Linked DNA regions of Sus scrofa: region 2 is linked to region 1. Evidence: chromatin contacts called from public HiChIP or PLAC-seq data. All regions are on one chromosome and are shown on one strand. Each heading gives the region's core, a stretch centred on a gene start, on an enhancer-like site or on the middle of the called end of the contact. The rest is flanking DNA. Distances are from core to core; before and after follow the strand shown. Region 1 holds the start of CSRNP1 (cysteine/serine-rich nuclear protein 1). Region 2 holds the start of RPSA (ribosomal protein SA).

Region 1 (7,276 bases), core at 2,970-5,469:
AACTTCATATAAATAAATGAAATCATAGTTATTCCTCTTTTATGCTTGGCTTCTTTTATTCAACATAATGTTTTTGATATTCATTATATGAGGCAATTAGTTTTTTTCTTTTTCATTGTTGTGTAATACCGCATTGTATGATAAATCACAATTGTTTTTTCTTTTTTTAGGGCTGTACCCACAGCATATGGAGGTTCCCAGACTAGGGGTCTAATTGGAGCTACAGCTGCCGGCCTACGACACAGCCACAGCCACAGCCATGTCAGATCCTAGCCACATCTTCACCACAGCTCACGGCAATGCTGGAATCCTTAACCCACTGAGCAAGGCCAGGGATCGAACCCACAACCTCATGGTTCCTAGTTGGATTCGTTTTGCTGCACCATGACAGGAACTCCCAAATCACAATTGTTTTTACTCATATTGCACATTGTGTTGTTTCTAGTTTTAGGCTGTTACAAGTAAAGCTGCCATAACATTGTCTTTCAGGGCACATAAGCACTTTTTTTTCTCTTGGGAATATACTGAGGATAGAATTACAAGATCATATGGGAGTTCCCTTGTGGTGCAGCAGGTTAAGGATCCATCACTGTCACTGCTGTGGCTCAGGTCGTTGCTATGGCGAGGGTTCAATCCTTAGCTGGGGAACTTCTACATGCCACAGGCATGGCCAAAAATAAAAAAATAAAAAAATAGAATTACAAGATCATGGGGTTTGGCCTTAGTAGGTACTGCCAAATTATTTTTCCGAATGGATTGTATCAACTTACCCTTCTAGCAACAATGTTTGATAAATGTCAGTTTTCAATCTTGTCATATTTGGTACTTTTTTAAACTTGTCCTTTTAATTTTAGTCTTTTGGGTGGAAATGCATCATTAATTTTTAATTTTTACAAGTAGTAGTAATTTTTTACTTAAAATTGGGTGGTCCACGGATGGTGAATGTTTGAGAAACCTGTCAGACTCTCCTAAGTATTCAGAAATTCCCTGAGGCTGTGTGGGTGTGTTTCTGCCTATGTATGTGCCCACAGTCACAGATGGATGCTGCTCCAAACCCCACCCTCCTTCCTTGGAACAGACCCTGAATTTCCCCACCAACAGGAAGAGCTTACTTGGGATCCCAGAGGAAGATGTTTCTCATCACCAGCAACATCTGGGGAACATCTGGTGAGCCCATCCCAGACAGGAGATGCTTTTCTAGAGAAAACACATCACTTATTTGATTCTTTTTATTCCTCTATATTTTCCCTAATTCTCTCCTTCTCTTCCTGCCTCCCAACCTCCATCAACCACTGGGCTCCCTATTCTAAGCCCCCACTCCAGTCCCTGCCAACTCCCTGCCTTGGTCTCCGTCCTGTCTGGTTTCCCTCATACACAGCCCACAGGATGCAAAGTGAGGCAGCCTGAGAGACTCTCATTCACACTAGTGCCCAACACTGCCCAGTTCCTTGATGAGCGGGCAGCATCTTCTAGAAACTAACTCAGGGAATGTTGAAGGTGGTGGAGTTCTCTGGTCCAGTGCTCCCATTTTACAAATGGAAGACTTAAGGAGAGAGAGAGAGACAAAGAAACAGACAGACCAGAGAAAACTAGAACTTCATTATAGGTCACAGAGACCCCCTTTGTCCAGGGGACCTGGCGAGAGGATTAGAGGCAGGAATTCGGAGGCAGTGGAACAAATGATTCCTTGGGACCAGAAAGCCCTACAACCCAGCAGCCACAGGAGACATCACAGCTGAGTATTTGAAGGGGGTAGGAGCAAGTGGGTGGCCACCCACCACATAGCCCTAAGGGCTGAGTCACCTCTAGCAAGGGACTTCTGAGCTGTCAGCCACACCCAGGGCTTCAGTGTAGAAGCTGTATACGCTGATGACCCTTCCATCTCCACTTCCGGCCCTGCCCTCTTCTTGAGTCCCAGATCCTTGCACACATTTACTATGCAGACCTAATTTATTCAATACGTTCTCAAGGAGCACAGAGGACAGTCAGTCACAGCCCCTGCCCTCCTAATGCTCAAGGACAACTCACAAAGAAATGCACTAGGAAACCATACAGCGAAGTGGGATGCAAGGCAGGTACAGGCTGGAGATTAGCATCTTTGGAAGTTTAAACCAGGATGAGCAGAACACACCCCCAAAACTGACTGCCAGCAATCAGGACTGGAGTGCAGTTTGTGTGTGTGTGTGTGTGTGTGTTTGTGTGTGTGTGTGTGTGTGTGTATCTTTTTGTCTTTTTAGGGCTGCACCCATGGCACATGGAGGTTCCCAGGCTAGGGGTCGAACCAGAGCTGTAGCCTCCAGCCTATGCCAGAGACACAGCAATGCCAGATCCGAGCCGTGTCTGTGATCTACACCACAGCTCACAACAATGCCAGATCCTTTACCCACGGAGCGAGGCTAGGGATCAAACCTGCAACCTCATGGTTCCTAGTGGGATTCATTTCCACTGCGCCACGATGGGAACTCCTGGAATACAGTTATCAAGGGCGTGGGCTGGAGCACAGAGGTAAGGATGCAAGAAACTTAAGGAGGTATAGAACTGAATATCTCATGTGTAAATTAAAACTAGTGTGGTTGTACCAGTATTACAAGCACAATGTACAAATAAAAAATGTGCACACATTAAAGACATTATCGTTAAGGAGCAGGGAAAGGAGTGGGACAACTCACAAGGAAATGCACAGGCATTTTGAAGAGAGAGGTGAGGTTGCAAAGGTAGGCAAGGGCCTGATTATTCCAGCTTTGTAGGTATGAAGTTGAGACTTCATCCTGAGAGCACTGGGAAGTCACTGGAAGGTTGGCTTCCGCTGTCCAGCCACCTCCCCCAGAAGGCCCCCCCAGGTACATACATTCAGTGCATCCAGGAAGAACAGGAGCAGTAGCTTCCCCCTTACATTCTTCCTAGGAAAAGGAAAGGGCAGGCAGACCCCCTCTTGACCCCCTCTATAGACACACCTGTGGCCGTTAAGGGAGATCTTTCCATCATCTGTACCCCAGATGCCAACCAGGCAGAACAGGTCACCCCCACTGCTCACCTGGAGTTAGGTAGAAAGCAACCCTGAGGGCTGGACTAGTCACAGACAGCACTCATCTAGGACAGTCAGAGAAGAACCCAGAATGCAGCGGGAGCCAGACTGGGAGGGGGAGGGTCAGGAGCCCACGAAGTCTCCCTGGAGGAGGCAGTGCAAGTTGAGACCTTAAGGGCGTTGGGATTTTGCTAAGCAGTGAGAGAACAAGAAGGCATTCGAGGTGAGAGGAAAGGCTGCTGCAAAGGTGTGAGGGTGGAAACGCTCAAGAGACGTGGTGGGTGGTGGTGGGTCGGATCTGACCAGGGGTTGGGAAGATGGGTGGAGGGTGGGCTCCTGGGCCAGAACTCGCCGCGGAGACATGCACACACTTTCCCAGGCGCAGTAACATTGGAGGAATTGGCCCTTAGTCAGGAAAGGCCTTGGCGGGAGCAGAGCAGGCAGTGGGCCATTTAAGTGGCCAGGGTCTGGCTCAGAAGAAACTACCCTTCTCTCTTCCTTTTTTTTTTTTTCTTTCTTTTTTTTTTAAGGGAGGGATGGGGTGGCGGTGGGGTGGGGGTAAACTGGTTCCAGGAATCCCTAGCTTTGGGCTTCTGCAGGGTTTCTCGCCCGTGCGCAGAGGTGAAGGTCAGGCCCAAGGATGACCTTCTCCCCCCCCTCCCCCCCCCCCCGCCCCGTCCCCACCTCCACTCCCCTCCTCTGGTTCATCTCCAGGTTACTTTCCAGGCGGATGGGGGCGGGTAGGGAGGAAGGAATATTTGATTGGATTATAGTAAACTGCCTCGGGCAAGGTGGGGGTAAGATGTATAGGAGGCCTCGGCTCTGCCACCCACGGATGGCCTGAGGTACGCTCTGCATTGCTCTGGGCCTCAGTCTACCTATCTGTGAACTGGGGCCGTGAAGAGAGGTGGGGATCTTTACGATCCTGCTCTGCCGGCCCGGAGCTTCGGGGATTCTCCAAAAGTGTGTGCGGAGGAGAGCCCGCGGGATTGCGGCGGAGGGGCGAAGGAGGGGGCTGGGGGTGGAGAGCGCCAGCGGCGCTGGCGCGAGGTCAGAGTCCGCAGGGAGGCCTGCGGCTGCTGCGCCGGCTCGGGAGGGGGAGGAGGCGGTGCCTCCGGGGCGGGGCGGGGCGGGGCGGGGCGGGGCGGGGCGGGAGGCCCGGCATGCGTCAGCGCCGTGAGCCCCGGAGTTTTCCACTGACGAGGAGGGCGGAGTTGCGGGCGGGGCCGGGCGCAGCCAGTCTCCCGCCGCCGCCGCTGCTGCCGGACGCACAGAGAGAGAGGGGCTGCTGGGCAGATCGCTGCCGGCTGAGCGAGCTAGCGAGCGCGGGGTCGCCGTGTAGGGGGCGTTCCCAGCCGGGACGCAGGTCTCAGCGTTGCCCTTGGCGAGCATCCGGATCTCAGGTCAGTGTCGGGGGCTTCAGACCGGTGGGACAGACTTTAGGAAGGGGGCGTCCCGTGCGGGGGGCGCTGCTCCCCGGCCCCTGCCGTTTTCTCCAGCCACCTTTGCTCGGGCGCCAGGACGAAGACAGCCTGGCCCCGGACCGCGCGCCACGGAGGAAGTCCGGGCCGGGAGCCGGGGAGGCGACAGTCTCAGGTTTTCCGCTCCCCTCCCCTCCCCCGCCCCGCCACTGGGACCCCAAGAAGTCCCTGTGCCCCGAGCCTGGGGTGAGTGGCAGCCGAGCCGGGATAGCGCGCGGGTGGCGGGGTGGCGGCGGGCGCGCGTCCCGGGTGAGTTCCCTTTTGACCCAGTTGCCTGAGAACTTTTCAGAAGTTCCTCGCGTGGCCGGAGCAGGTGACATTTGTCGCCTTCCTCCTCGGGCTCCCCCCGGGGGCGGGTGCCGGGGCTGCGGCGAGTGCCCGGCGCCCGTCAGGGAGGGAGTGGAGAGAAGAGCGAGGAGTGAGGCTCCGTGAGTCACGGACCCCTGGAGGGAGGGAGGGATTATGTCGTATGCTCACCTGTTTGTCAGTCACCGTCACACGCAGAGGCCACCGCTGTGAGTCACGGGCGCAGCTACACTGGCCACCCGCGGGCACACGTAGGCTTCTCCCACTCACGGCTCCCTCCCCAGCACGTACTTCCTCCTGGTCCTCAGTTTACCCTCCCCGGGGGCCCCGTTAAGATGCCCACACCACAGCAGCCGTCGCACACACTTAGTCACTCCTACTCCCTGGCACAGTCACGCACAGCCCACACTCATGACACAAGAGGGTCCCTGCCTGGCTCCACTGCCCACCCGACACCTCCACTCCGATGCCTCACAGTCCTCTGGAGCGCAACTCATCACTTACCCCAAATCCTCAACTTCACTGGCCTCTTTGGTCCCCAGCTCCAGAGGTCACCAAGTTCCTGCCCCCTTTCTCCTAAGCCTTTGGCCTGTCATCTCTCACCTAGCTCTGGTCCAACTGGTCACACCCCCTCCAGTCCTGAGCGGGAGCCATCTTTTTAAAATGCAAATCTGGTATGTCACTCCCTACTTAAAACCTTTCAGTGGCTTCCTGAGCCCTCAGGCTAAAGCCTGCTGTAACTGCCCAGGCTCCTGAAGCCCCCTCGCAGGCTGCCCCTTTCCCCTCACCTCCCTAGCTCTCCCTCCTCTAGCCCCCACTCTGGTATTTTTCCTACTTCCTCTCCTTTCCTTGGAGATACCTGACTTCACCTAACCAGGGATATCTTGCCTTAGTGGAGTGGAACAAAATAAATACCTAATTTTAACTTCAAAAAAAAATATCCCTCCCACTCTCCATTCCAGCACTCAACACAGTTTGTAACTCTAATTATACTCCGCCCCACTAAACTCACAGCTCTAAGGGGGCAGCACTAGTGTATGTCTTACTCTGTGTATGCCCAGGTGCCTGACACAGTGCTTGGCATGTCCTAGGCGCTCAATAAATATTTGTTGATTGAATGAATAAATGAATGAGAGTGAAGGGGCCCCGCTTAGGTGGAGGAAGCGTTCACTGTCAGGTGCAATTTCCCTTCTGCAGGAGCAATTGCCTCATGTAGCCAGCAAACTTTTGGCACCTCCCCAGTGCCAGGCCCTGGAGGCCAAGGCTGAGGAACTGTCCCCTCCCCCCGTCACTTTCTGAGGGTTGGGTGGGGGAGGGGTGTGCCAAGGCTTCCTATCTGCTTTCTTTAGGCTGTCCTGGGTGTTTTCTAGCCAATTCCCTTGGGGGCATGAGCTGCTCAGAGGTGCCCTCCCTTTCTCCCAGGAAGTAGTTCCTGAGGGTCCAAGGTCATGTGACCCCAGGTGTTGAGGGGAGCTGGCTTGACCAAGGCCTGGGGCTCTGAGGTTAAAGGACACATTCTTCAGATTCCTGAAAGAGGTTGGAGGCAGATGAAGGTGCCCCCTTCCCAATAATAGCTCTGACTGGGAGCTGGAGCATTGGGACTGCAGAGGTCGAAGAGGAGTTAGTGTGATTTTTCAGAGGCCTGGGCATTTCCCCCGCCCCCCAAACAGTCTTTGTTTGCTTGGTATCCAGGGTGAGTTGGCCTTCCCTGGGTTGACAATAGTGTGGCCTGAGTGTGCAGTTAGTTGTGGCAAGTTGGGTGAAGAAGCGCCCCCCCCTCCGCTGGCTTGGGCTCTGGGCTCCTGTGAGTGGTGATGCAGGGCGGCCTGATTCTCAGGGCCCAGGCAGATCCCGGAAGAAGCTTGGTTCTCTTTGATTCAGGGCCTGTCTCCGGGGCTCCAGGGGGTGTGGTATTTCTGTCTGAGCCAGCTCCTGGGAATTGCTTTTCCTTCCTACAGGACCCTTGGAGGGGGCTGTGCTCACCCTGGGAACAGTGCCATGGTCAGGATCTTGATTCCTGGGTAGCTGCTGGGGGCCCCTCCCCCACCCTCTGACTCACTGTCTGACACTTTTCTTGGACTCTTTCTCTATCTTTCATTCCTTTTCGACTTGGCCTCTCCTTGTCTCTTGACTGAGTCTTTTTGTCTCATCTGCCTCTGCCTCTCTCTCTCAGCCTCTGGGTTTCCAGGTGGGATGGCAGATCACAAGAGCCAGGGGCTCTTCCTCCTCCCACAATATCAGGGAGGAGATAATTTCTCATTTTCAGGTCTGCAGATTTTGCTAGGGGCTCATCACCAGAACCAGCATCATGGCTGTAGGTTCCCTGTGTCCGTTTCCCTGTCTGAAGCCTTGAAGTTTATAACCCCCTCACCTGAAGCTCCCATTCTGTAGACATCCCTGAGGTAGAGACAGGCTGTGTGGCTTGAACCTGCTTCCTTCACTCTGTTTACTCTTGGAGAATCTC
Region 2 (7,276 bases), core at 2,854-5,353, 230 kb before region 1:
TGGGTGTGCCCATGGAGGGGGGGAATATGGCGAAGATTATTATTCCTGTTTATGAGACTTGTGCTACCCTACTCTTGGAAAACCATCCTGAAAAATTTAAAAGTTGATATTTACTATTTGCTCTTTTCTTTTTAATGGAAGCACCTGCACCGTAAGTTCCTGGGCCAGGCATCTGAATTCCACCAGATCCTTTAATCCACTGTGCAGTAACCTGAGCCACTGCAATCAGATTCTTAATCTGCTATACCACAGCAGGAACTCCCAATATTTACTAACTTAGTATTTCAACATTTTAAATACAAAAAGCTCACTGCAGCAAAATGTGACCCTCAGTATTTACTAGCACAACAAAATACCCAATGTGAAAACATGAACCTTAACATACCGTCAGAAAAAAGCAATGTCATAAATGTTGAATTCTGACAATTAGTGTGACTTGGGCCAACTTCAAATGGTACCTAAACAATAGAATTATGAGTTTTTTCTTTTCTGCTGAATCCACAGCATATGGAAGTTCCCAGGCCAGGGATGAAATTTGACTGAGCCACAGCTGCGGCAATGCCAGATCCTTAACCCACCATGCTGTGCTGGGGAGTTGAATCAGCAGTTGATAGAGATAGCGCTGGACTGTTAACTACAGGGGAAACCCTACTTTTCTTTTCTTATACTTTTCTATACATTTCAAAACATCTTTTATTATTTATTTTTAACAACAAAACCCAAGCACATTATTCCACAAACCTGGCCAGTATTCCTGGAGGATATGACACTGACATCGGCTGGGTTTTCAATGGCAACGATGGCACGAGCCGCCAACAGAAGTTTCTCCCAGGTTCTCTTCAGATTTATGATGTAGATGCCTAGGTGAGGACACAGGCTGCGTTAACACCAGACCAAGCTTTCCAAGTGAATATTCTTCTAAAAAGCTTAATGCATGTGGCAGAGAGTACTATCAAACTCCAGTCATAGAGGCAAGCTCTACTGGTGTTAGCGAAAATCCTGCCATTAATATAGCACACTTCCGACACTCAGAAGTTCATTGGCCAAGACTGGCCTCTACTCTGAGCTTTAATAGCGTGCAGAATTGATTCAGTATGCAAAGTCAATCAATCTTCAGGCACCCCACATGGAATCCTACAAGCCCTTACCTGCTTCCTAGCCTCTTACCACTCTTTCCGTTATCTGTCCTGATGTTAGATTCATCCCAAACTTGTTTAAACCATGTAGCATACCAGCTTAGGTCTTTCAGTGATTCCATCGCTAAGCCAAAGAACTTAATGACTTCCATATTCTCATCACAACCTACCTTCCCTTTTCTGATACAAAGCAAGCTAAATTCTTTATTCCCATCTCTGGCTCTACCTTCCTCTCAAAATTCAGTTTTACAAGAATTCCCATCGTGGCTGAGCTCATAATATACCCGACTAAGATCTATGAGCATTCATGTTTGATCCCTGGCCTCATTCAGTTTAAGAAATCTGGTGTTGCCATGAGCTGTGGTATAGGACACAGACATGGCTCAGATCCCATGTTACTATGGCTGTGGTGTATAGGCTGGCAGCTACAACTCTGAATCAACACCTAGCCTGGTAACTTCCATATGCCTCAGGCACAGCCCTAAAGACTTTGGGGGTGAGGGGAACACACCAGAGCACTTTTACTTAAGTTTTTTTGTTTGGGGGCAGGTGTCTGCACCTACAGCATGTTTAAGTTCTCAGGCCAGGGATCAAACCCATCCACGGCAGTGTCAATGCCAGATTCTTAACCCACTGCACCACGAGGGAATTTCACCTTTACTGGTTTGTTTTTTGTTTTTCTCTTTAGGGCCACACCTGCAGCAGTTCCCAGGCTAGGGTCCAATCAGAGCTACAGCTGTCAGCCTACACCACAGCTCACAGCAATGCTGGATCCTTAACCCACTGAGAGGCCAGGTATCAAACCTGCAACCTCATGGTTCCTAGTTGGATTCATTAACCACTGAGCCACAACAGGCACTCCCACCTTTACTCTTTTAAATCTTCTTACCAATCTATAGTTTAACCTAATACTTCATGAGAGAGTTTTCATATTTTAGAAATCACATCACCAGCACTACCAATCAGAATAGGATGGTTAATAATTGTCCTTCTAACTGTAATAAAGAAGGGAAACAAAAAAAACCTGAAGTGATGACTGACCATCACTTTTCCTTTTGTAGATGTACTGTTCCATTTGGAAGTCAAGGTTGGTGCCACCAAGGTGGGTTCCTGCTGCAAGGAACTTGAGGACATCCTCCTCTTTCATTTGTAGGACATCGAGGGCTCCGGACATTGTGAAAGTCTCCCTTTAAGTTACGACGGGAATCTGAAAAAAATTAAAAGGCCGTTTCACTGAGTCAAATGGGATGGGGTAACAAGTGCATCCTAACACCCCTCGAGTTAAATGACAATGTTTAAATCTCACCATGGACCACACTTCCTACAGAGGGATTAGTCTAGTGGAATGAGACAATATTAATAGATATACCACATCTTAAAAAACTGCAACAGGGAGTTCCCGTAGTGGCGCAGTGGTTAACGAATCTGACTAGGAACCATGAGGTCGTGGGTTGGATCCCTGCCCTTGCTCAGTGGGTTAATGATCCGGCCATTGCCGTGAGCTGTGGTGTAGGTCGCAGACGAGGCTCGGATCCTGCATTGCTGTGGCTCTGGCCTAGGCTGGCAGATACAGCTGATTCGACCCCTAGCCTGGGAACCTCCATATGCCGCGGGAGCGGCCCAAGAAATGGCAAAAAGACAAAAAACAAACAAACAAAAAATTGCAACAAATCCTGTGATCTTTCTTTAGAAAGAGTGGTCTAGGTGTGAGTAGAGAAAGGGGAGCCAAGGGCCAAATGGCAGGAAACCATCCATCACGTAAACAACAGGATTCCCTTAGAAGACAAAGAAAAGCAGCAATCTCCAGAATGACAGGAAACCACACATCTTGGAGACATAAGTGCCCTGGAGGAAAACTAAGAAAGGTGGGAAAAGACAGTAATTTCAAGGGTCTGAATGTAACCAGTTTGCACATTATACCTTCATTACAATGAAATTAGCCTTGCCGGTAAAGTTTCCATTATGCACAACTTCATGACATTTCAGGTAAAAACTAAATAAGGACAAAAATCCCTTTCTTTGGGAAGGTGCAGCTGGAATGAAAATAAGAGAACATGACCCCTCACACACACCCCCCACCAATGACTGTAACACCCACTCATTTGTATAAGCGCTCACAAATGGTATGCCAAATGCAGGGCATAAAGAAAGAAAACCATAAAACTCAGAGCTTGGCCGAGCTTGCGCAGTACTTATACTCAGGCTGTAGGTGATCGCCGTTACTATTTTCCACATTTTGCGCTTTAATAGTAAGGTGAAATGGCTTTTAAAGCGCATGCAGCGGCTCCAGGAGACACGCAGCAACAGAACAGAACATGATGTAGCCAGGTGCAATCAAGAACCCACCACAAAGCTCCCAGCAATGCATCTTCCGCCCCTAATCAGAAAAAGCGTTCCGTGCGCTTCTCACCCAGGAAGCCGCCTACATTCTTTGGGAGTACTTTCGCCTCCGCCCCTTAATAAACTGCTTCATTTCTGTCTACCCCACAATTTCTGTGACTTCTAATTTGCATTCCTTGTCCAAATTCTTTTGGACAGAACCTGGACCTTTTATTTAGCCTGTCCAGCATCAGAAATTCTAACTCCTGAACGGGGAACAGGGAAAACCGACAAGCCCAAGAAACTGGAGAATATCGGCGGCTAAATCTCTGGGTTTACCGCCGAATGTTGAAGCGACAACAATGCTTTGCGTAGGCCTAACTCTAGGCATCCTGCCCACCGGCACCCGGGGTCGAGGCCCCAGTCTGCTTCCGAGGCCTTGTGGGAACACACGGGCCCGAGTCCCGCCACGTGCAGGCCGCCCGACCTGAAGGGGAGCGCGCCGGCCCGAGACAGACGCGCTCCGTCTGAAAACTTCCCCCCAGGTCCCCGCACTGCTCCTCTGAACGAGAAGCTCGCTCTGGTGGCCTTGGGGGACGCCCGGACACCCACAAACAACTCACCAAGAACAACGCCGTGTGGACCCCGGTCTGGGCAGCGCGGAAAGGAAGGGTAAGCGGAAATGACGTCCTTATATAGTCTGCTGCCAGCCAATGACAACGAAGAGCCGAGCGGAAGGGCGAACTAAGCAGGCAGTCATGGGGGCGGGCCTTCCTCCGGAAGACCGGCTGCGGCGTTGCGGTGGACGTCAGCGAAGTCCCTCGCGGGCTGGGTCCTGGGAGCGCACGGTTTGTGTGCAGGGACGCGTCCGGGAAACCAGCCAACCAGCCAGTCGGGCATCCGAGTTCCTTCGCAGCTTTTCGTACCTATCAACTTGAGTGGTCTCTCTTGTAAGCTGCAGTTTCCTTACGTGCAAAGGGGTGTTGAACACAAGCTTGTTTTGGGTAAACAAAAGCTGGAAAACTCATTTTGATTTTTTTGGAGGACAAGTTACTGTGTAATTCAGATTTTTAAAAAGTTATCTTCACAGCATTGTAAACCAAGTATACTCCAATATAAAATAAAAAATTAACAAGTCTCCTAGGAAAAAATTATTTTACAGGAAGTTTGGGGGGGGCAGAACAAGACTGCAGGAATAGTTTGCATACTTTTTTTCTTGTGGAGTGAAAATTATAATATCCATTAATAGATTAGTTAGTATTTATTCCACCCAATACCATAAAGTCCTTAAAAAAATAAAATACTTTAGTCCCCGCTTTGGTGCAGTGCGGTCCGTGGGCATCTTGGGAGCGCTGGGACAAAGATTTGATTCCCGGTCCTGGACGATGGGTTAAGGACCCCGCGTTGCTGCACCCAGGTAGCCACTGGATGTCTGATCCGATACCTGGCTAGAGAACTCCATATACCACCTGGTGGCCAAAAAAGGAAAAAAATAATAAAGTGGTTTAAAAATAAAATGAGTTCCTATTGTGGTTCAGTGGTTACCAACCCAACTAGTATGCATGAGGTTGCAGGTTTGATTCCAGGCCTTGCTCACTGGGTTAAGCCCAGCTTTGCAGAGGCTGTGATGTAGGCCGGCAGCTCCTGCTGCAATTCAACCTCTAGCCCAGGAACTTCCATATGCCACAGGTGTGGCCCTAAAAAGCAAAAAAGTTTAAAAATTAAAAAGAAATACATTCTATGGTACAAAAGGGAGTTGCCGGATGAGGGCGATTATTTTGAGAAATTGAAACCCTAGGCATTAAATTATTGTAAAGAAAACTGGAGTTCCCTCCTGGTGCAGCAGGTTTAGGTTTCCACGCTGTCACTGCTATGACTCCTTTCGCTGCTGTGGTGCAGATTCTCTGTATGCCCTGGTCTTAAGAATCAATCAATCAGTCTATCAATCAATGCCTGATTATTAGGCGTATGAAGATTTAAGCCTGGTTGCACTTAGAATTACTTGGAGTTTTTTCTGTTTGCTTCTTTTTTTAAAGGCTGTATCCCCAACTTGTGGAAATTCCACCGCTGCTGCAGCAACACTGGATCCTTTAACCTACTTCACCAGGTTGGGGATCAAATCCAAACCTTTGCAGAGACCCAAGCTTTTGCAGTTGGATTCTTAACCCTCTGCACCACAGTGGGAACTCCTTGGACATCTTTTAAACATATGCCCAACTCCAAACCAAAAAAAAAAAATCTAGATTAATTTTAATGTGAACTACAGATACACAAGTAGAGAAACTGGTAGATTTTTTGGCCTCATTTTTCGTTTTTTGAGATTTCTATGAGGAACAGGTTTTTATTTATTTATTTATTTATTTTGTCTTTTTGGGGCCACACCTGTGACATATGGAAGGTCCCAGGCTAGGGATTGAATCAGAGCTGCAGCTGCTCACCTACACCACAGCCACAGCCACAGCCACATGGGAATCTACACCACAGCTCACAAGCAACTCGAAATCCTTAACCCACTGAGCAAGGCCAGGGATTGAACCCATGGCCTCATGGATACCAGTCAGGTTCATTACTGCTAAGCTGCAATGGGAACTCAACAGGTTTTTAAATTGAAAGAAAACAAACCCCACAGCATTTAAATAAAGAACTGATAGCCAAGAAAAGTCATGGCTTTAAAAGCATCCTTAGAAACTGCCGAGAATATTTGCAGACATTTTGGCTCTCAAAAAAAAAAAAAAAAAAAAATGTCGGGGGTAGGGGGAGAGGCTTAAAACCAATAGATGGCTTTTAGGGGCAGTTTTCTGTCATTGCAGGACTCCAAGGGAGGGTGTTCTGGGTCAGTCCCAAACTATGTCAGCAAAGAACCTCCAAAATACTTCCTTTGTTAACAACTATAAAATTGTACTATACTTATGTTTAGGGTTTTTTTTTGTGTGTGTGGTTTTTTGGTCTTTTAGGGCCACACAGAAGTTCCCAGGCTGGGGTTCGAACTGGAGCTGGAGCTGCCAGCCTACACCACAGCCATAGCTACAGCAGATCCGAGCCACGTCTGCGACCCACAGCACAGCTCACAACAATGCTGTATCCTTAACCCACTGAGCGAGGCCAGGGAACAAACCTGCGTCCTCATGGATACAGATTTGTTTCCACTGAGCCACAATGGGAACTCCAATGTTTAGGTTTCGTTCCTCTACAAAATATTTTTTTCCCCACTAACTTTGTCCTTGAGAAGTGATCTGCATGAAGAAAATTTGTGGCAAGGAAGTGGGTTAATTAAGCCCAAAGATGAAAACATACTGTAATGAGAGTAAACCATGGTGAGGAGCCCTTGGCCCAAGAGGCACTTGGCAAAGAAGGGCTATTGCTCCCCAGCCATCTGTCCTCCCCACCTCTCAGCCTCCTGGTCCTCTGCACAAGTTGCTCCATTATTTTTAACTCATGCACATCTTGAGGGGCCACACCCATGGCATAGGGAATTTCCTGGGCCAGGGATGAAACCTGAGACATGACAGTGACAATACCAGATCCTTAACCACTAGGCCACCAGGGTACTCCATCAATGCACATTTTTAATGAAAATCTCAGAGCCTTCTTTTTGTAAACTTTGGTTTCTTGGATCTGTATGTAAGGAAAAAAAAAAATTAACTGTTGTGGTTCAGCAGATTAAGAACCTGACTAGTATCCAATGAGGATGCTGGTTTGATCCCTGGCCTTGCTCAGTGAGTTAAGGATACAGTATTGCCACAAGCTGCAGCACAGGTTTCCATGTTGCTGTGGCTGTGGTGTAGGCCGGCAGCTGCAGCTCCAGTTCAACCCCTAGCCTG

What was found. HiChIP or PLAC-seq counts read pairs in DNA pulled down with a chosen protein or histone mark.
Region 2: an H3K27ac HiChIP or PLAC-seq map of alveolar macrophages shows a contact between it and region 1. The contact joins the promoter of RPSA here to the promoter of CSRNP1 in region 1. A contact is called at or near these places in 1 of 47 Hi-C or Micro-C datasets (embryonic fibroblasts) and 1 of 2 datasets of contacts at active chromatin or transcription factors (alveolar macrophages).

The regions. Positions count from the first base shown.
Region 1 is chr13:23,842,141-23,849,416 of Sscrofa11.1, reverse strand. CSRNP1 (cysteine/serine-rich nuclear protein 1) reads left to right here and starts at 4,219. Exons shown (of 5, transcript XM_003132123.4): 1 at 4,219-4,428. It overlaps LOC106505568 (a long non-coding RNA gene), which reads right to left and starts at 5,604. Exons shown (of 3, transcript XR_002338214.1): 1 at 5,317-5,604; 2 at 1,113-1,197.
Region 2 is chr13:24,069,378-24,076,653 of Sscrofa11.1, reverse strand. It overlaps RPSA (ribosomal protein SA), which reads right to left and starts at 4,103. Exons shown (of 7, transcript NM_001037146.2): 1 at 4,079-4,103; 2 at 2,178-2,343; 3 at 742-860. The coding sequence starts at 2,310.